2 separate regions of the Muntiacus reevesi genome follow, and region 2 is linked to region 1. A link is a contact called in public Hi-C data. All regions are on one chromosome and are shown on one strand. Each heading gives the region's core, a stretch centred on a gene start, on an enhancer-like site or on the middle of the called end of the contact. The rest is flanking DNA. Distances are from core to core; before and after follow the strand shown. Region 1 holds the start of CCDC25 (coiled-coil domain containing 25). Region 2 holds the start of ACO1 (aconitase 1).

Region 1 (5,261 bases), core at 726-3,225:
GCAATTTTAAAAGTTGCACAATTGTAGATTTATTAGATGTAAGAGGCCAAATATTTTTCCGACAAGAAGCAGTTCTGATGCTGCCATGGAAGCCAATGAGAAAAAAATAACCCACAAATCAGCTGAAGCCCTCTGCTCTATTAGGGGCATCTCCGTGTATATGACTGGCTCTCAAAGAATTTAGAATTGCTTTAAGGAGAATAATGTAGTCTGTGTAAAATACATTTAGTACCTATATGTCCTGCCTCGGGCTTCCCAGGTGGCTCACTAAAGAACCCACTTGCCAGTGCAGGAGTCAGGGGAGATTCTGGGTCAGGGAAGATCCCCTGGAGAAGGAAACGGCAACCTACCCCAGTATTCTTGCCTGGGAAGAGGAGCCTGGCAGGCTATAGTCCATAGAGTCTCAAAGAGTCAGACATGAGTTAGCAACTAAAGGAAGACAAAACATGCCTTGCCTATATTTGTCATTCCATTGTTGGACTTGTATGGATAACTATGTTGTCAAGGACTCCCGTGAGTGGAGAAGCTACAAAAAGATGCTTAGGTTACATTATGACAGAGGGGCAGAACAGGACAGACAGCAGATAAAAATGCAATTAGGAGCTTATAATGATTTTCAAGCTAGTTTGAATTTTGTTTCTAGCAATTTTAATAATATGGATAAGAAAAAACCAAGCACACAGAAACAGAGAAATAGCTTATAGCACACTGTGGAAGCCTAAACTATTGAGAAAAATGAGATGTGACAATGTGATGGAGTAGCAGAGGAGGGGCTCTGTGAGTTACAACTTTCCTGGGCTTCAACTTTCTCAAATCTAAAGAGCAAGTACCACCCTGTTCAAACCACATAACCACCATGTTGTTAGTTTCACTTAAATCTCACCTTTACCAAGGAGGCAGAGAGTAGCAATAGAATAGAGTCTTGCTATTAGTCAAAAAAATAGCATTCATTTATTCAGTATTTATTGAGTTACTATTAAGAGCCAGGCATTATGCTAGTGGAACAAGGAGGTCCTGTACCTGCCCTCAACGGGCTTACACTCTATCTCATGTAGACAAAAGCTTAACATCATATGATAAGTGCAATGCTGAAAGTATGCATTGTGTTAAGGGGATTCCTCCAAGAGATATACCTAAGCAATCCTGGGGTGGGAACAAGGAAAGAAAGGCATTTGGAAAAGATAGGCGAGAGCTGTCTCTGGGGAGAAGCAGCTAACTGGGGGATTGATTTAAGGCAAAGAGAAAAATATTGGCAGAGAAACGAAGACACTGCAGTTTCTGGGAACTAAACACACCCTTTTCTTGCCTGCCAAAGACAAATCAGAAACTATCGTGTCACTTTTCAAAATCTGGGACATTAACTCTGCCCAATGAGTGGCTGTCTCGCCACTCCAGAGTCTTTCGGTAGCATCCAAACCCAATAACCCTTTCCGGGAAGGGTAAAGCGCACTTTCTGTAAGGTAGAGTTGTTGAGGTGTCTCCCTTCTTACCAGAGAGCAGCAAGATTAAATGTTACGGGGGTGGGTGGGGAAGAGAAGACTTCACGATGGTAGTGAATAAGTCCACAAACTGCCTAATGCCAGGTAGCGACAGGTCTTTCTGATTGAGGGAAAAGAAGATCGCCCGGAGGCAAAGAGAGCACAGGGGATGGTCCCTCTACGCTCCCTCCCCGCCAACCAGGCACTGACGAGGAGGCACACTGGGAGGACTGGGACGGACACGGTGGAGAGACCATCAGGACGAGCGAAGAAGCACCCACTGCCGAGAAGGCACTTAAGGGCCAGGCTAGCGGTGGCCTCGAGGTCTCGGCTTCGGAGCCCCACAGTCGAGGTAGGGACCCGGAAGGTTTCGGCGACCACTCACCGCTACTACTGGTGAAGTAGAACACCATGATCCCAGCGGCGGTGGGACAATTAGAGCGCCCAGCAGCAGGATTCAAACCTGGAAGCTCAGGATGCCGGAAGCGCGGAGGCCGCGTTTCCCGGAACTGCTCCACGCACTTCCGGCTGACGTCGGGTCGCGTCATAACGCCGGTCGCCGGCGCCATCTTCAATTCGGCCGTGGAGGAGGTGTCTGCGCGCTCAAAACTCTACTTACTTGGGGGTCAAAGGAAAGAGGATGGAGGAAGGAGGATTGGTGGGTGGAAAACGAAGCGGGGAAACTAAAGAGAAAAATGCCATTGCCTGGCTTTATTTTTAGTACCTACACCCTGTGGGCCATCAAGTTGGTTGCCTTTGCCCCTTTTCACCCGCATCTGGGCTCCTCAAAAGTAGAAACCTGCCTTCTTCACGGCTGCGCTTTCACTGAACTAATCACGGTACTTGGAACTTAGTATAGAAGCTCATTAAATTTTGAATGAACCCAAATTCCTCCACTATTCTCATTCTAGCTCCATCACTTGTTGGGCATTTTAGGTTGCTGCACTTAGCTGCAAAATGAGGATGAATGGAGCGGTTAATTACAGGTTATTTTGCCAGGGTTTAGTAAGTTAATAGGTGTGAAAGGTTTAGGACGTGGTGAACACGCTAGAATAAGTGAGTTTCACCGGAGGCAATATGCCTCTCTGCGTTTGGACTTGTACTGTTCTACCTTTAAATCCAAGATCTGCCATCTGTTACCTACTAGACTGAGGGAACCTCAGATCTTCCGGCTGTAAAGTGGGAATGATCTGACTCAGTTCGCAACAGCACTTCGCTTTAACCTGATTATTTATATTATCTTATTATGTGAAGTTAAGTGCATCACTTAACTAAATTTTTTTAGAACTAAGAAATGTGCCAGGGAGTATACTAGGAGCTGGTATACAAAGAACAGTAGCTAATAACAAAATTCTCCAAGCCAGGCTTCAGCAATACATGAACCAAGAACTTCCAGATGTTCAAGCTGGTTTTAGAAAAGGCAGAGGAACCAGAGGTCAAATTGCCAATATCTGCTGGATCATCGAAAAAGCAAGAGAGTTCCAGAAAAACATCTATTTCTGCTTTATTGACTACACTAAAGCCTTCGACTGTGTTGATCACAATAAACTGTGGAAAATTCTGAAAGAGATGGGAATACCAGACTACCTGACCTGCTTCTTGAGAAACCTATATGCAGGTCAGGAAGCAACAGTTAGAACTGGACATGGAGCAACAGACTGGTTCCAAATAGGAAAAGGAGTACGTCAAGGCTATATATTGTCACCATGCTTATTTAACTTATATGCAGAGTACATCATGAGAAACGCTGGGCTGGAAGAAGCACAAGCTGGAATCAAGATTGCCGGGAGAAATATCAATAACCTCAGATATGCAGATGACATCACCCTTATGGCAGAAAGTGAAGAGGAACTGAAAAGCCTCTTGATGAAAGTGAAAGAGGAGAGTGGAAAAGTTAGCTTAAACCTTAACATTCAGAAAACTAAGGTCATGGCATCTGGTCCCATCACCTCATGGGAAATAGATGGGGAGACAGTGGAAATAGTGTCAGACTTTATTTTGGGGGGCTCCAAAATCACTGCAGATGGTGACTGCAGCCATGAAATTAAAAGACACTTACTCCTTGGAAGGAAAGTGATGACCAACCTAGATAGCATATTAAAAAGCAGAGACATTACTTTGCCAACAAAGGTCCGTTTAGTCAAGGCTATTGTTTTTCCAGTGGTCATGTATGGATGTGAGTTGGACTGTGAAGAAAGCTGAGTGCTGAAAAATTGATGGTTTTGAACTGTGGTGTTGGAGAAGACTCTTAAGAGTCCCTTGAACTGCAAGGAGATCCAACCAGTCCATCCTGAAGGAGATAAGTCCTGGGTGTTCATTGGAAGGACTGATGCTGAAGCTGAAACTCCAATACTTTGGCCACCTCATGCAAAGAGTTGACTAGTTGGAAAAGACCCTGATGCTGGGAGGGATTGGGGGCAGGAGGAGAAGGGGACGACAGAGGCTGAGATGGCTAGATGGCATCACCAGCTTCATGGCCATGAGTTTGAGTAAACTCCGGGAGTTGGTGATGGACATGGAGGCCTGGTATGCTGCGATTCATGAGGTCACAAAGAGTCAGACACGACTGAGCTACTGAACTGAACTGAATAACAAACAAGTGCTTTAGGAACTTTTGGGCTTTCCAAAGCAAGAATCTACACTATCCTATGAAAAGTAATTGTTTTCAGGCCCTCAGTTTTATTTTCTATAAAATGGGAATGATGGTACATATCCCGTAGACTGTGGTGAGTGAAATAAAACACTAAAACGTGCATGAATGCCTGGAACGTAGATGTTACTGCCGTGATTTAATTTTTTATTTAACTTGAAAAAAAGATTGCTTCACCTAACATCTCTAGGAAAAAAGAGTAACCGTACCGCAGTCGGTAAAGAATCTGCCTGCAATGAAGGAGACCTGGGTTGGATTCCTGGGTCGGGAAGATCCCCTGGAGAAGGAAATGGTAACCCACTCCAGTATTCTTGCCTGGAAAAATCCCATGGACAGAGAAGTCTGGCAGGCTACAGTCCATCGAGTCGTAAGAGTCGGATACGACTTAGCGACCAGATCACCAACATTATAGCGCCAAATGTGAAAAATAACTTGAGACTCTTACGCTGCTATAAAAAAAAAAAATCTTAACAGCAAGTGACCTCAATATATCGAGTAACAGGGAACGCCGTCGTTCTGCGGAAAACTACAACTCCCAGAATGCACCTAGGTAAGGCCTCCAGAAAGGAGCCCGGCGCTGCCGCAAGGGGTTCTGGAAGACGTGGTTTCCACGAGGGGAGAGGCTTCAGCCTTGCAAGGGCGGGAGACTCTTGGAGACCGCCTCCTGCGAGGCGGGGCAAGCGCTGGTGCACAACCAATCGTCGAGTCTGCCCTTGGACACGCTGGGAAGCGGCGAATCGAAACGCAGCGGTTTCCGCCTGGACTGGCGCGCGAGAATTTGAATACAGTGGGGGACTACGGGCTCGGCTGAGGAGAGGTCGTTTGTCTGAGGTGCCAGCAGGTAAGTGCTGCCTGGGGCCGAGGCGAGATCTGGAAGAACCAGGAGACCAGGAGGTTCTGTGGAACGTGGGGGTGAATGTCAAAAAAACAGAACTTTTGCTCGGTGTTTGGTGCATTCTAGGCTGGAGACCAGAGCTAGCGACCTGGTGTCCGCGCTTCCAGGTCTCCGGGTTTCCATCTTTCTGACGCTGAGTTTTCTCGCCTTTTTGCCCTGACAGCGTGTGGGGACAGGGTCGCTTTTCTCTCCTGTCTTTCCTCATTCAGCCTCAGAAAGGTCTTTAAAGCTGCAGCTC
Region 2 (5,261 bases), core at 1,357-3,856, 580 kb before region 1:
CTACTTTCTCTTTCTTTGGCCTTCCTGCACAGCATTCAGGATCGTAGTTCCCAGTGAGGACTCGAACCCTTGCCCCTGTGGTGGAAACACAGTCTTAACCACTGGACCACTAGGGAAATCCATAGACTGCCTTTCTCTTGCACCACTTCCTTTCTATTAGACAACATGTGGGAAAATGCGCTATGAACTACAAAGCAAGATGCAGAGGTGGTGTCTAGATTTCAGGATGGCCCAGTTTACACACGTAACTAAAGACACGATGAAGTACGATGAGGCATTCCTCAGAGCTCAACAGGTCTCCAACCAAAGCCTTAGGATTCCCTTTAGAGTAGCAGAAGCTTCTGTCAGGTAAGGCTCTTACCTCACTAAAGGCCCTTCTGCCACTGGCCCCTGGAGCAGATCCACAGTGCCTGGGCAGTTACCACACCTGGATGGCTTCCTCTCTGAAGGCTCTTCAAGTCTACACACTCCTCTGGGCCACTGGCAGAATCTTCTGTATCATGACAGAAATATATATCAGGTGAACTTTGTACGAGTATAGTGATGTGGTTCGAACCCTTTTATCTCAGGACACGATAAAAGATCCCGGATGTGGGATTCAGGATGAGGAAGAAACTGGATGGGTGGGAGGGGACAGACAGATGGCAAGAGAAGACATTGAACTGCCACTTTAGACAGGAAGTATGGCAGGGGCCTTGGGAATACTCAAGTGCTAATGCTCCGCAAATAGCTATTGTCAAAGAGTGCGGAGATCTGAAGACAGTTAAGGTCAATGATGCAGACAGAGCAGACTTTAGCTGGAAGTCTTCATAGAGAGAAAATAGATGATGACGACTTCATCAGTGTATGGAGTTACATGTAAAGTGAGAAGAGAAAGGGTGAACTGAAAGAGTCTAAGAAAGAGGGACCAAATTAAGAAGAGGTGAATCACGAGAGTAGAAGCCTCTAAAGCCAAAAGGAGGTCAAAATTTCAAGGAAAGACCTGTTACCAGTATCAAATACCACAGAGCAGTCAGCAAGGGCAAGAACAGAAGAGGGGTCACTGGGTTTTGCAATCCACACATCCCTGGTGACAGGCCCAAGAGCAAAAGAGCAGGGTGATGTGGGAACTATTTCCTTCACAGTTTTGGCCAGAGTGTTTACTAATAAATCTCAATTCCTTTTATAGTTCTGATTTAATTATTTCCTGTCAAGGATTACCAGTTCTCCTATTACATGTATGTTATCATTGAACATTAAGAAATTTTGCTTTGTGAAGGGCTGCCTTGGTTAAGAATCAAAATTTAGCTGGATGTCTTTTCTCCCTACCCCTCAGCCTTCCCCACATACCCTCTAAGGGGACCCCAGTCCACTCAAGGGAAGTTTGCTCAATGAATGTGAATGGAAACAGTTTAGAAAGTGGGTAGGAAGAAAGCCTTCTCCCATATAGCAAAAATATAATGCGTGTGATGTGTGTGAGTGCTCAGTTACCCAGTTATGTCCAACTCTTTGCGACCCCATAACTATAGCCCGCCAGGCTGTTTTGTCCATGGGGATTTTCCAGGCAAGAATACCCAAATGGGTTGCCATTTCCTCCTCCAGGGGATATTCCTTACCCAGGCATTCAACCCACATCTCCATCTGCATTGGCAGGTGGATTCTTTACCCCTGAGCCGCCTGGGAAGCAATGTTTACTATACAGTATATATGTCTTTCTTCAAACTTGAATATAGTAGCACTAGTGTTAGTTGCTCCGTCGTGGGTGACTCTTTGCAACCCCATGGACTGCAGCCTACTGGGCTCCTCCGTCCATGGGATTTTCCAGGCAATAATACTGGAGTGGGTTGTCATTTCCTCCTTCTCCAGGGGATCTTCCCGACCCAGGGTCATGAACCCATTTTTCTCATGTCTCCTGCATTGGCAGGCGGGTTCTTTACCACTAGCCTCACCTGGGAAGCTGAAAATGCTATGTTACACAAGTTGGCCCCTATGGGGATAGTCACTACTTATTCATTCTATAAGCCGTATATCCATATACTCAAGATAGAAAACTAAAGATCTAATCAGTCAAATTTGCCTGAGCAGGCGCAACTTCAACCAACCTATAGAAAGTAGGTGCAGTGACCAAGGCCTTCTGAGTCAACTCAGTCATTTCTCTGACTTCTGACAGGTGAACAGCCTGCATTAGGAAGTGTTAGACATTAAAAAAAGGAAAAAATTAAACACGGAAACTGCACTCCATAACCATGGAAACTTTGAAGTCCCGGCAGCCACTCGGCTCGCTTTGCCAGGCGCTAAGGTGGGGGCGGGGTGGGGGCAAAAGGGAGAGAGGGGAGGTGACCGCGTACCGGGGTGTCGGACAAGGAAGCCTCCACAGTGATGGTTAAACCATTTTTAAAAGCTGCATTTCTAACCTGCCCCTTCAGCTCCCTCCCAGCGAGCTGGGCAGTCACACTCCACGCCCAAGAGTGAGCTGTCCCCGGCCTGGGGCCACATGGGAGGATCCCGTCCTGAGGCGGCTTCCTGCCGCTGACCCCCAGCTACCCCGCTCCCTCCGGGGCGAAGTCTCCCCGCCCGCAGGCCCCGCCCCGCGCGCAGGCCACGCCCCTCGGCAGGCGGCCCCGCGGCGACAGGGGGCGGAGCGGCGCGGGCCTCTGGACTCGAGTCGCTCCGGAGAGCGCCCCCAGCCTAGTGCCCCGCGCCAGTCGGAGTCCGCCTCGCACTCTGCGGTGAGTACGACGCGGCCCAACGCGAGTCCCCGGGCCCAAGCACCGGCCGCCCTGACCCCGCGGGGGAATGCGGGTCAGCGGAACCCCGATCCGCCTCCCCGAGCCGGGCTGCAGCGCGCCGGGCCGCCCAAGGGAGACCTGGGGGAGCGGGAAGGCAGCCGGGAGAATCGGGACTAGTTCCTGGGGACTGACCCTCCGCCCTGTTCCCAGCCTGTGCCGCGCCGAGCACGGGGGCGGGACTGGAAATGGCTCTCCTCGGCCTCCTTCGCCCGGGCTGTGCCGGCCGCCGGGACAGTCCGCGCCGAGCTTGTGAGGGCCTCACCCGGGAGTCGGCGAGGCTCTGGGGGCCGCCGGGAGAATCCACGTTGCGACTTGTCCCGACACACTGAACCGGGGAGTCCTACCCCAAGGAGGGTGTGCGGGCCTCGCCGGGGAGTCCTCGTCCAGCTGGGGGTGGCGAGGCAGGGACATTTCCCCCTGGGGTTCCGACAGATCAGGGAGTCCACACCAGGGGTAAGGGGGAGATGGAGTGAGGGGGAAGGGACCCTCGGTGGGAGGGGTGGGGACACAGCCCATCCCAAAGATTCACACACCCAGGGAGGAGTGAGTGAGTGAGTGAGTGAGTGAGTGAGTGAGTGAGTGAGTGTGTGTGTGTGTGTGTGTGTGTGTGTTGCGGGGACGGGGGCAGAGAGTCGGAAACAGCGTCTCAGCAGTGGGGACAGAGTCCATCCCAAAGATTCACAGACCCAGGGAGGAGTGAGTGAGTGAGTGTGTCTGTGTGTGTGTGTGTGTGTGTGTGTGTTGCGGGGATGGGGGCAGAGAGTCAGAAACAGCCTCTCAGTAGTTCTCAAACTCCCCTATACACTCTAAAAATTAGTATATTAAGGAGCTTTTATGTGGGTTATGTGTCTCAATATTTATCATATATAACTAAAACAGAATTTTTCAATATATTTAGTATCTCATTTGAAAATAGTGGTAAAGAATCCACCCACCAGTGCAGGAGACATAAGAGATGTGGGTTTGATCCCTGGGGTGGGAATATCCCCTGGATATGAAAATGGCAACCCACTCCAGTATTCCTGCCTGGAGAATCCCATGAACTTAGGAGCCTGATGGGCTGCAGTCCGTGGGGGCAGCAAAAAGTCTGGTATGACTGAGCACACAAGCATGCATTATATGTTGATATGTGTTTATGAAAATAACCATACCTTTCAAAATAGAATGTTACTGAGAAGAGTGTCATTGTACTATATTTTTGCAAATCTCTTTCATATCAGTTTTAATAAGTAGCAGCTAGGGTTCTTATGTCTTGCTTCTGCATTGTCTGTTGAGGTATTACATGTCATATCGCTTCTGGAAAACTCCGCTGTGTACTCCTGAAAGTGTGTGAGTAAAAGCAGCAAAGAGCAGCTTGGTATTATTATGAAAGTGGTTTTGACTTTCTGAATCCCTAGAGTCCCCTGCACGCTTTGAGAACCACTGGAGTAGGAAATACTTCAAGGGTTTAAGTCATTGATCCTGCTTCTTGTTTGTGATCCTTCCTCTGAATGGGAACACGCATCACCCCAAGGAAGGATGGTTAACCTCTGGTAGCTGCAGCCAAGCTGACCTCACTCTGGAGACCCAAGTACTGTGTCCCCATGTAGGAGATAATGAGCCCTGCACGCCTCCTGAAAACTGGCAAGGCCCTCAGATGCCTTGGGTTATCTCTGTGCCTGCAGAGGTGGCCTGTGTATGCCTTCAGATTGTAGCGGGGATGTGGCACACAGGACCCATGCATTCAGAGACATGCCCGGGAGAGCCAGTGCCAAGTGTGGAGGAGTTGGTTCAAGAGCTTCCAAGTGGGTCGGAAGTGATTTTGAAGAGAATAGAGAGGCATGTTGTTGCCTCCCTTTCCTCCATGGTCACTTCTGTGTGTGCTTGTGCAACCTCGCATTTATTGGAATATGGTTTCCCAGTCTTGGTGCTCTTTCCCTTTCCACTTTCGGGGGTGGGGGGTGTTTGTCCCTGTGGGTGGCCCTCCCTCAGCCTCTGCCAGAGCCCAGTGTCCTGCAGGCTGCTGTGTCATAGGTGGGGACCCCTCATTGGATTTCTTCCTCGGCTTCTTGCTCTGTCAGCGCAAGTTCCAGATAGAAATTAGGTACATATATAGCCTTATAAGAGCACCCTTGTGGCTCAGCGGTAAAGAATCTGCCTGCCAATATAGGAGATGGGGGTTCGATCCTTGGGTCAGGAAGATCCCCTGAAGAAGGAAATGGCAACCCACACCAGTATTCTTGCTTGGAAAATCCCAGGGACAGAGGAGCCTGGCAGGGTACAGTCCATGGGGTTGCAAAGAATCGGACGCGACTTAGCAACTGGATACACATACACACACCGTGGCCTTATAAATGTTTGAAAGACAGACATCCCAAACTATCAACAGTCAGTTCTGGGCAATGGAGTCAGAAAAAAAGGCAGGAAACTCTTCCTTATTACTCTTTGTGATACCATATGACTGCCTGTTTAGCAACATTCATGTATTGCTTTTACAACCTGAAAACAAAAACT

Evidence for each region. A called contact is a pair of places that touch in the nucleus more often than the background predicts.
Region 2: a Hi-C map of muscle shows a contact between it and region 1, with 4 times the contacts expected there. The contact joins the promoter of ACO1 here to the promoter of CCDC25 in region 1. A contact is called at or near these places in 2 of 3 Hi-C or Micro-C datasets (blood and muscle).

What each region holds. Positions count from the first base shown.
Region 1 is chr17:10,395,498-10,400,758 of mMunRee1.1, reverse strand. It overlaps CCDC25 (coiled-coil domain containing 25), which reads right to left and starts at 1,975. Exons shown (of 9, transcript XM_065907885.1): 1 at 1,864-1,975. The coding sequence starts at 1,891. It overlaps ESCO2 (establishment of sister chromatid cohesion N-acetyltransferase 2), which reads left to right and starts at 4,883. Exons shown (of 11, transcript XM_065907989.1): 1 at 4,883-4,969.
Region 2 is chr17:10,976,431-10,981,691 of mMunRee1.1, reverse strand. It overlaps ACO1 (aconitase 1), which reads left to right and starts at 2,606. Exons shown (of 21, transcript XM_065908433.1): 1 at 2,606-2,708.